Regions from separate parts of the Sus scrofa genome. Here region 1 is linked to region 2. The links are chromatin contacts, called in public Hi-C maps. All regions are on one chromosome and are shown on one strand. Each heading gives the region's core, a stretch centred on a gene start, on an enhancer-like site or on the middle of the called end of the contact. The rest is flanking DNA. Distances are from core to core; before and after follow the strand shown.

Region 1 (3,822 bases), core at 1,187-3,686, 440 kb before region 2:
CCCTGCAAAAGGCAGTCAGTTGCTAGATATAGGAGCCTGTGTGCAAAGTAAAAGGCTGGGGTTCTGCCTCTGAGTAATGGGCTGGACCATTACAGAATTTGATGAAGTTTCTTCTTTTAAAGAGATTTTTCTACACCTAAGGTGGAGGACAGATTTAGGAAGGATTTCCCTGTATGTAGTTGGGATGCTGTTGCAGTAATTCAAGCAAGAGATGATGGTGGCCTAACCAAGACAGTGGTAAAAGTTTAGAGATGAGCCTGTAGGCCCATTCAAGAGGACCCCATTAAGCCACTGAATGTGTGGGATCAAGGGTGACCCCTATGTTTCCTGTATACAGGAGGAAAAGCTGATTTAGAAGACAGGTGATGAAATTGGTTTCATGCATGTCAAGTCTGAGATGCTCAGAGGACATGTGGGAGAGATGACCGTAGGCAGGGGAGAGATACAGCCAAAGCTTGAGGGCCTAGTGATACTGATTTGGGAGACAGCAACAAGATCGTGCAGTTAAAACAAGGAGAAGAATTTCCCAACATGCGTCAGTGGTTAACGAACCCGACTAGGATCCAGGAGGATGCAGGTTCAATCCCTGGCCTTGCTCAGTGGGTTAAGGATCTGGCATTGCCATGAGCTGTGGCATAGGTCACAGACATGGCTCAGATCCTGTAGCTCCTGTTCAACCCCTAGCCTGGGAACTTCCATGTGCCGCAGGTACAGTCCTAAAAAGCAAAAAAAAAAAAAAAAAAAAAAAAAGAAGAAGAAGGAAAGAAAACAAAACAAACAAAAAAACCCCCAGGAGAACAGAGGAGGTTGTTCTGGAATAGAATGAGAAAAAGAAAAGCAGTGGGTCAGTGTCAATCCCTTAACATCAGTGTTAGGGCTAAGTAGAAGACGAGAAGCTATTGAAAAGAAGTCCACAAAGGAGATGGGGGAGTGGTCAGAGAGGTTTAAGTAAAAGCAGGGGAGTGCATTGCCATAGCCACCGGATGATTAGAGTCCGAGGAGGAAGGATTCAGTGGTTTCAAAGGCAGCAGAAAAGCCTGCAAGCTAAAAACTGAAAACTCTCCTTAGCAAAGGGGAGGTTGCAGAAGTCAGATGGCAGTGGACTGGAGTGAGTGGAAGTTGAGGCTGTGGAGATGGTGAGGGCAGATTACCTTCAGGATGGCACTGGGTGAGATGAGGAAAAGAGAGATGGGATGGTGGCCTGTAGCTGGGGATCCAGCAGGGCTCAACTGGATGTAGGGTCAAGGATGCTTTGGGACCTTGTTTGCTAAGTACATGTACTTTTCAAAAAACACTTAATTTTACAGATTTAAAGTAAGTTGCAAAAGCAGTACAGAGAGGTCTCATGTATTCACCATCCAGCTTCCCCCAAGAGTAGCATCATATATTGCTAGAGTATGTATTTTCAAACCAGGAAATCGTCATCCATACAACCTACAGATATTATTCAAGTTTTAGCAGTTTTTACATGCACGCATATGTATATGTGTATGAATAGTTCTATACAACTTTATCGTCTGCATAAATTTGTGTAACCACCACCACAATCACACACACAACTGTTCCCTCACCACAAAGAGCTCCTGCATATGGCCCCAACCGCTGGTGACCACGCATTTGTTCACCATCTCTGTAATTTTGCGATTTGGAAAGTATTACATAAATGGTCCTATATACCATATGTACTATATAACATTTCAAGATAGGGTTTTTTTTTTTTTTTCACTCAGCTCTCTTCACAACATCAACATGGTTGCAAGTATCAAGAGCTTGTTTCTTTTTACTACTGAGTAGTATTCCATTATACAGATATACCACCATTAGTTTGGCCATTCACCCCCTCAAAGACATGTGGGTTGTTTCTAGTTTGGAGCTGTTAGAAATAAAGCTGTGACGAAGATCATGTAGACGTTTTTGTGGCCTAAGTTTCCATTTCTCTGGCATCCATGCTTAGGAATGCAATTGCTGTATGATCTGGTACGTGTATATTTAATTCGTTTTATGAGAAAGTACCAAACTACTTTCCCCAAGACTGCACGATTTGGCATTCCCAACAGCAATTTAGGAGAGATTCAATTTTCACCAGCATTTGGTATTGTCACTATGTTTTATTTTAGCTGTTCTAATAGGTATGTGATATAGGAAGCTTTGGATATGTTTTGTCTGTGGGTTTGTTTGGTGAAGGAGAGCCTTCAGCACATTCACGGGCTGAGGGGAAGGAACGCGCAGAAGGGATGAACTGAGGGTGCAGGAAGAGGAGGAGAATGGACAGGTCCTAACAACGGGAAGGGAGGGGTGAAGTGACGATTGAGCTTTGACAGCCATGGGCCTTATCCTCAGAGACAGGAGGAAAGGATGTGAGAGCACAGAACAAGATTAGAGGGGGAGGCCCTGGAGGATGTTGTCGCCTAGTGGGTGACAGTGAGCTCTGGAGTCAGGCTCATGCTGGGTCGGCTCCCCCACTTCCCAGCTATTTGATCTTGGATACAATATCTGTTCTCCCTAAGGGGTCAGTTTCCTCATTTATACAAAGGGGAAAGTAGTAAATAATGTTAGGATTATGGTGAGAATGAAGTAAACTTCTATGGGTTTGGCAAACAAGAGAGATGATGATAATCACACAGCAAATCAAAGAGCTAAACATGCCACATAAATTCAGAGTCCAGGAGTTCCTGTTGTGGCTCAGCAGGAATGAACCCAACTAGTATCCATGAGGATGTGGGTTTGATCCCTGGCCTTGCTCAGTGGTTAAGGATCTGGCATTGCTGTGGCTGTGGTGTAGGTCAGTGACTGCAGCTCCCATTTGACCCCTAGCCTGGGAACTTCCATATGCTGTGGGTGGGGCTCTAAAATGCCAAAAAAAAAAAAAAAAAAAAAAAAAAAAAATCAGAGTCCAAATAGTGTGATAGTTGTTGGCTCCTATGACTTTCCACAGCCTCCCGAAAGACTAAGAACTTGAAGGGAGGAGTCAGAGGCCTTATTTTTATTTATTTTGACTTCCTAGCATTCAGCTCAAAGCCTTCCTTACAGAGAGCTCTCAGACAAGTGTGCAAACACCTGAAGAGTCAACCCTGAACCAACTCAGGTCCTGCCTCTCAGGCAGAGCTTCCCTTCCACTGACTCTGGGTTGAACTTTCCCCTCTCTGAATTTGCTACCTTCTTTACAATAACTCAGCTTTTTTTTTTTTTTTTTTTTTTTGCAGTCACTGATTTGAGCTCTGTATTTCAGTTCTGGAAATGCAAACACACACTCTTATTCATCATTCAAGTCTGATAATCTCTTTCTGTTGTTACAAATGCCTAAGAATTAAAAAGGAGAGGGAGAGGGTGGTATATTACTGGAGAGACTTCTTTAAATTACCTGTTTTCATGACCACCTGCATCCTGGGAGAGGCTGAGCTTCAGCAAGTTGACAGGTTCCATGTCCTGGTGCTAAATGAGCCTCCCTTTACCAGGTGGGCAGAGGGAGGACTGCTGCCACGGTGAGGCCGGCTCACGGGCTCACTCACTCCTCTGTGGGTTCAGGTGCGCCAGCCGGGTGAGAGGCAGAGTGGACCTGGGCTGATGAGGAAAAGGCAGCGGCATTAGGGAGACTGTGGGTACACCTGTGACCTGTTTTTAGTTTGCGAATTCTGGCCACATCTCCAGCCTTAAAAAAACAAAACAAAAAACAAAACTCCTTGTCCTGCTCTCTTCCCTCAGATGAGATGCAGAAATGTAGCTAAAATGCAACCTAGAGATGTTTGGGGAGGGGCATTGACAGGATGAGTCAACAATGGAGGTCAAACAAGGAATTTGGAAAATCCATAACATACGAATATC
Region 2 (3,898 bases), core at 593-3,092:
TTGTCCATCTCAAGTTCATGTGTCTAAGAGAAGGGTGGGGGGGATACTTGAAATTTGTTCTGCCTCCTGTTTGTTAGTCATTTGGGTATCATCTGCATAAAGACGGTCCTGCTCCCACAGGACCAGGGCAACTGCCTGCCAACTGTGTGCCAAATCTCATAAGAGTAAGCCCACCAGCAAGAGGCACTGAGTCCGTCTTTCTTTTCCTCTTTTTTTTTTTGGCCAGGTGTAGCAGCTTAATGTGGGATCTCAGTTCCCAGACCAGGGATTGACCCTGGGCTGCAGCAGTGAAAGCACTGAGTCCTAACCACTAGACCACCAGGGAACTCCTTCTCTCTTCCTTCTCTGTAAAATGAGAGTGGTTCCCTGAAATGCAATAAGCCTGCATTTGTACTATTTTCAAATGATTCTAAAACACACCTTTCTTTAAGTACTAAGGAAAAACACAGTCCATTCAACTAGGATACAATTCCCTAACCACAGGCTCCACGGTCATGCAAGCCTCTCCTTGCTTTGACGTCTCTTTCATTCAGGAAGAATTGGCATTTTCTCCTGTCACTCAGCTGGGCTTGTGATGGCAACCCTATCGTGGAGCTTAGTAGAACTTGCTTCTACTTTAGGGATGGCTCTTCCTCTCTTAGCTTCTAGAAAGCACTCTGTTGTTGCTTTGCAAAACATATGAATTTGTGTTCATTCCCCCAACCATGTATATCTGCTCCACCAATATCAAAGCCCTGTTGCTCTGTTTCCACACCATTTTGCACACAATAAATTTTTCATTTCAGTGCCAAGTAATAGTGTAATCTTTCTGAGGGTCTTTCAAATAGGAACTCACCCCAACAGCTGCACTAAATTCAGTGCATTTAATTCAACCGAAGTGATGGCAATATGAACAACTATGTCCAGGTTTGAAGCACTATTTACAATGGCATCTCTGCTGAGCATAGCTGACACTCCCAAGTAAACCCCAGAGATGCTGGAACGTAGAAAATGTGCATTCCAGAATCAATGAAATATGGTGCCCATTTCCTACCACAGTCCCCCCATTTTAACGTCCCTAGTAGACTAGGAGTCATAACTAAGAGGAAAATAATCCCAGCTAAGATGAAGGTAGTGGTTAAAAAAATTAATATAGTCTTTTCACTGTTCTGACTCATTGCACTCTTCTGATTCATTTCCATTGTTCTGTCTTGAAGTGAGGGACTCAAAGCTACCTTTCTTCCCTCATCACCTACACTATGCCTGGTCAATTTGTAATGATCGTAATAACAGTATCTCACTACATCTCTTGTTCCTACCTCAATTTGTCTCTTTTTCCCCCCCTCTAATAACCTGGAAGTGAGAGTACCTGACTCCTATGTCATCCATCAGTGCTGGTACCATGACTTCTAGTTTATAAAAAAATTCCTTCCTCTTATTTTTATTATGCTTCTCCATAAAAATGTCATTAAGTAATAGACACAGGAAGAGACTATGATTTTCCAAATGATGAAAGTAGGGTACAAAACACAAAAGCATGGAGTGCTGGTGGGGGAACCTGCCCTCAGGCTTCCACATTAGTTCTTGTGTCCTCTGATGTCAGGATTCCTGTAAGAGGAAACTCCAGACTCCAGAAATAGAAGAAGCTGTTAATGAGATCCTGGAAAATGTCTCTCATGTTCAGGGTGAAAAGGATTTATTGTGGATTCCTTAGAAGTTAGAAGTCTACTTTTTACTTTTACCTGTTCAATTTAGTAAATACTCATTAAAAGACTATGCAAAAATCACATCGGGCAGGATGCTGTTGGAGCTTCAAGGATGAAAGTCATGGTCCTGCCCTCCAGTGACTCATAATTGAGAGCTGTTCTCAATTTGGAGATGGGGAGAGAGGCAGGGAGGGGACACTGACCCTTTTGTGAATCAGATGACATTTACAGGCTCCGGAAAACTTTCCATGCACACACATGGTTTTACAAATAATTTCTTGGGGTTTACAGAGCTCCTGGGCATTGGAGAAGTCACTCGTGTGTATGACTAACATCTAGCCACAAAACCCACATAGATGAACTTTTTCTCACGGTTACCCCTATCCAAATACAAAGACACCAAGCCAGGCAAACAGTTTCAGAAGAAAGCAAGAGCCTGCCGTTTTTGCCCAGGTTTTCTTGATTAACAGCTGCTCCAGAAATGCCTTATTCATCTCCCTCAGACTTGGTGTTTTGAGGCCTTCTTTCCTGGCAGGGATTGCCTGTATTCTCCAGAATGTGGAGACAGCCAGAGCCACAGGGAAGCTGAGACTCTCCTCAGTGGACTTGCCCACAACACCTCCTACCCCCAGGCACCCCCACTCCTTTCCAGCCCCTGGGAGACCTGCTGAAGCCTCTTTTTACCATACGACCCGAGCAGAAAGGAGGGCTCCTCTTGAAGAGGCTGGGGAACCCCACCCTGTAGGGAAATCTCTGGCCAGGGCTATGGCTGCAAGAGGTTTCTGGCCTTTGCTGAGTTGGCTTGTGTTTGGGGATTTTCCAGTCATTTACTGCTCTGGAAAAGCAACCAGATTGTTCATTTTAAGTCCGGATGTTGAAGTGTCACTGAATCGCTGGGGACTGACGTCTGGGATCAGAGCCTTGTCTTGACAGGAGCCAGAGCCTCCGTATCACTTAAGGACACAGACACTCCGGCTTCTTCCCCACATTTACTTGTGAATATAAATATGAGATTTCTATTATGTTCTCCACACCCTCTCTTAAGAAAGGGGACAGATTTCCTGTCCTGGCTTTTCATCCTGACCTTCAGGGTTAGAGCCACAAAGTGTCAGTCAAAACCCTGACACTATAATCATTTTCTAATGCTTATCATCCTTCTACTCTGGATGCTGGTGCCTCAAGGGAAACCACAGAGGAAGTTTCATTCGGAATATTACTGGTACTACTAGTACTAATAGTAACAAGACACAGCACTTTTTGGTTTAAAAGGGGCTTTCACCTTTACTGTTATTTTAGCAATATCCCTCTAAGATAATGTATCAGTAGGGATCGCAGCAGGAATCAAGGGCACATTTAAGGAATTGAAGTGAAAATTATTTAAAGAAGGAACTATTTACAGAAATATGTCATAGTCCGATTAGGAAAATAGAAACTATGCCAATTATTTTAATAACAAGAATTTGCTTAAAAGAATCAGAGGTCTTTACATGAAGTATCTAAGATGGTCAAATTCATAGGGACAGAAAGTGGAAAGGTGGTTGCGGAGTGGTTATTTTATGGGTACAGAGTTTCAGTTTTGCAAGGTCAGGAAGTTCTAGAGTTCTGTTTCACAACAATGAGAGTGTACCTAACACCACTGAACTCGACAAGTACAAATGTTTAATACAGTTTATGTTATGTGTTTGTTGTTGTTTGGGGTTCTTTTTACCACAATAAAAAGAAAAAAGGGCTGGAGATCTGAATATGTGAAAGGGCTCAGTGAGGTAACACAGAAGAGTAACTAAAAAAGGAGAGAGCTCTCCTGGGACCAGGGAACCAAGGAAAGAGCTTGGGGCTCTTAAACAGCCCTTCCTTGAGAGTGGGGTCAATAGCCTGGATCCTGCTGCCTGGCAGGTAGGCTTTTGTGAGGAATTGAACAGGAAGAGCAGCTTGGGGAAGGCTCTCTCTCTCTCTCTCTCCCTCTCCCTCTCTCCCTCTCCCTCTCCCTCTCTCTCTCTCTCTCTCTCTCACACACACACACACACACACACCACCCCCGCACCCCCAGGCCCTGTCGCATCTCGCATGTGCAGAACTAGCAGGGAACTGCAGCAAAGAAGGTTGTATCTTGGAAACTCCCAGCCCAGCACAAAAAGGCGGGGTGTGGAGTGGGTAGAGGCTGAGCAGTTTTAGCATAATAATCGTGTTTCACAAATGGTCTGCACATGGTTAAG

The links. Hi-C and Micro-C count contacts between places; a contact is called where the count stands out from the background.
Region 1: a contact with region 2 is called in a Hi-C map of retroperitoneal adipose tissue, with 2.9 times the contacts expected there. The contact joins two enhancer-like sites. A contact is called at or near these places in 2 of 5 promoter capture datasets (fetal skeletal muscle and liver), 25 of 47 Hi-C or Micro-C datasets (adipose tissue, alveolar macrophages, brain and 14 more) and 2 of 2 datasets of contacts at active chromatin or transcription factors (alveolar macrophages and skeletal muscle).

Annotation. Positions count from the first base shown.
Region 1 is chr1:181,428,820-181,432,641 of Sscrofa11.1, reverse strand. The region is part of intron 1 of LOC106509105 (a long non-coding RNA gene); the gene reads left to right. Among named protein-coding and RNA genes, the nearest start is that of GNG2, 55 kb to the left of the region's middle. Within about 2 kb of position 2,436, at least 4 of the 83 cell types and tissues checked have an H3K27ac peak or open chromatin away from gene starts, as enhancers often do. A contact at or near this core is called in retroperitoneal adipose tissue, where this site is marked.
Region 2 is chr1:180,988,780-180,992,677 of Sscrofa11.1, reverse strand. No RefSeq gene overlaps it. Among named protein-coding and RNA genes, the nearest start is that of TMX1, 57 kb to the right of the region's middle. Within about 2 kb of position 1,842, at least 22 of the 83 cell types and tissues checked have an H3K27ac peak or open chromatin away from gene starts, as enhancers often do. A contact at or near this core is called in retroperitoneal adipose tissue, where this site is marked.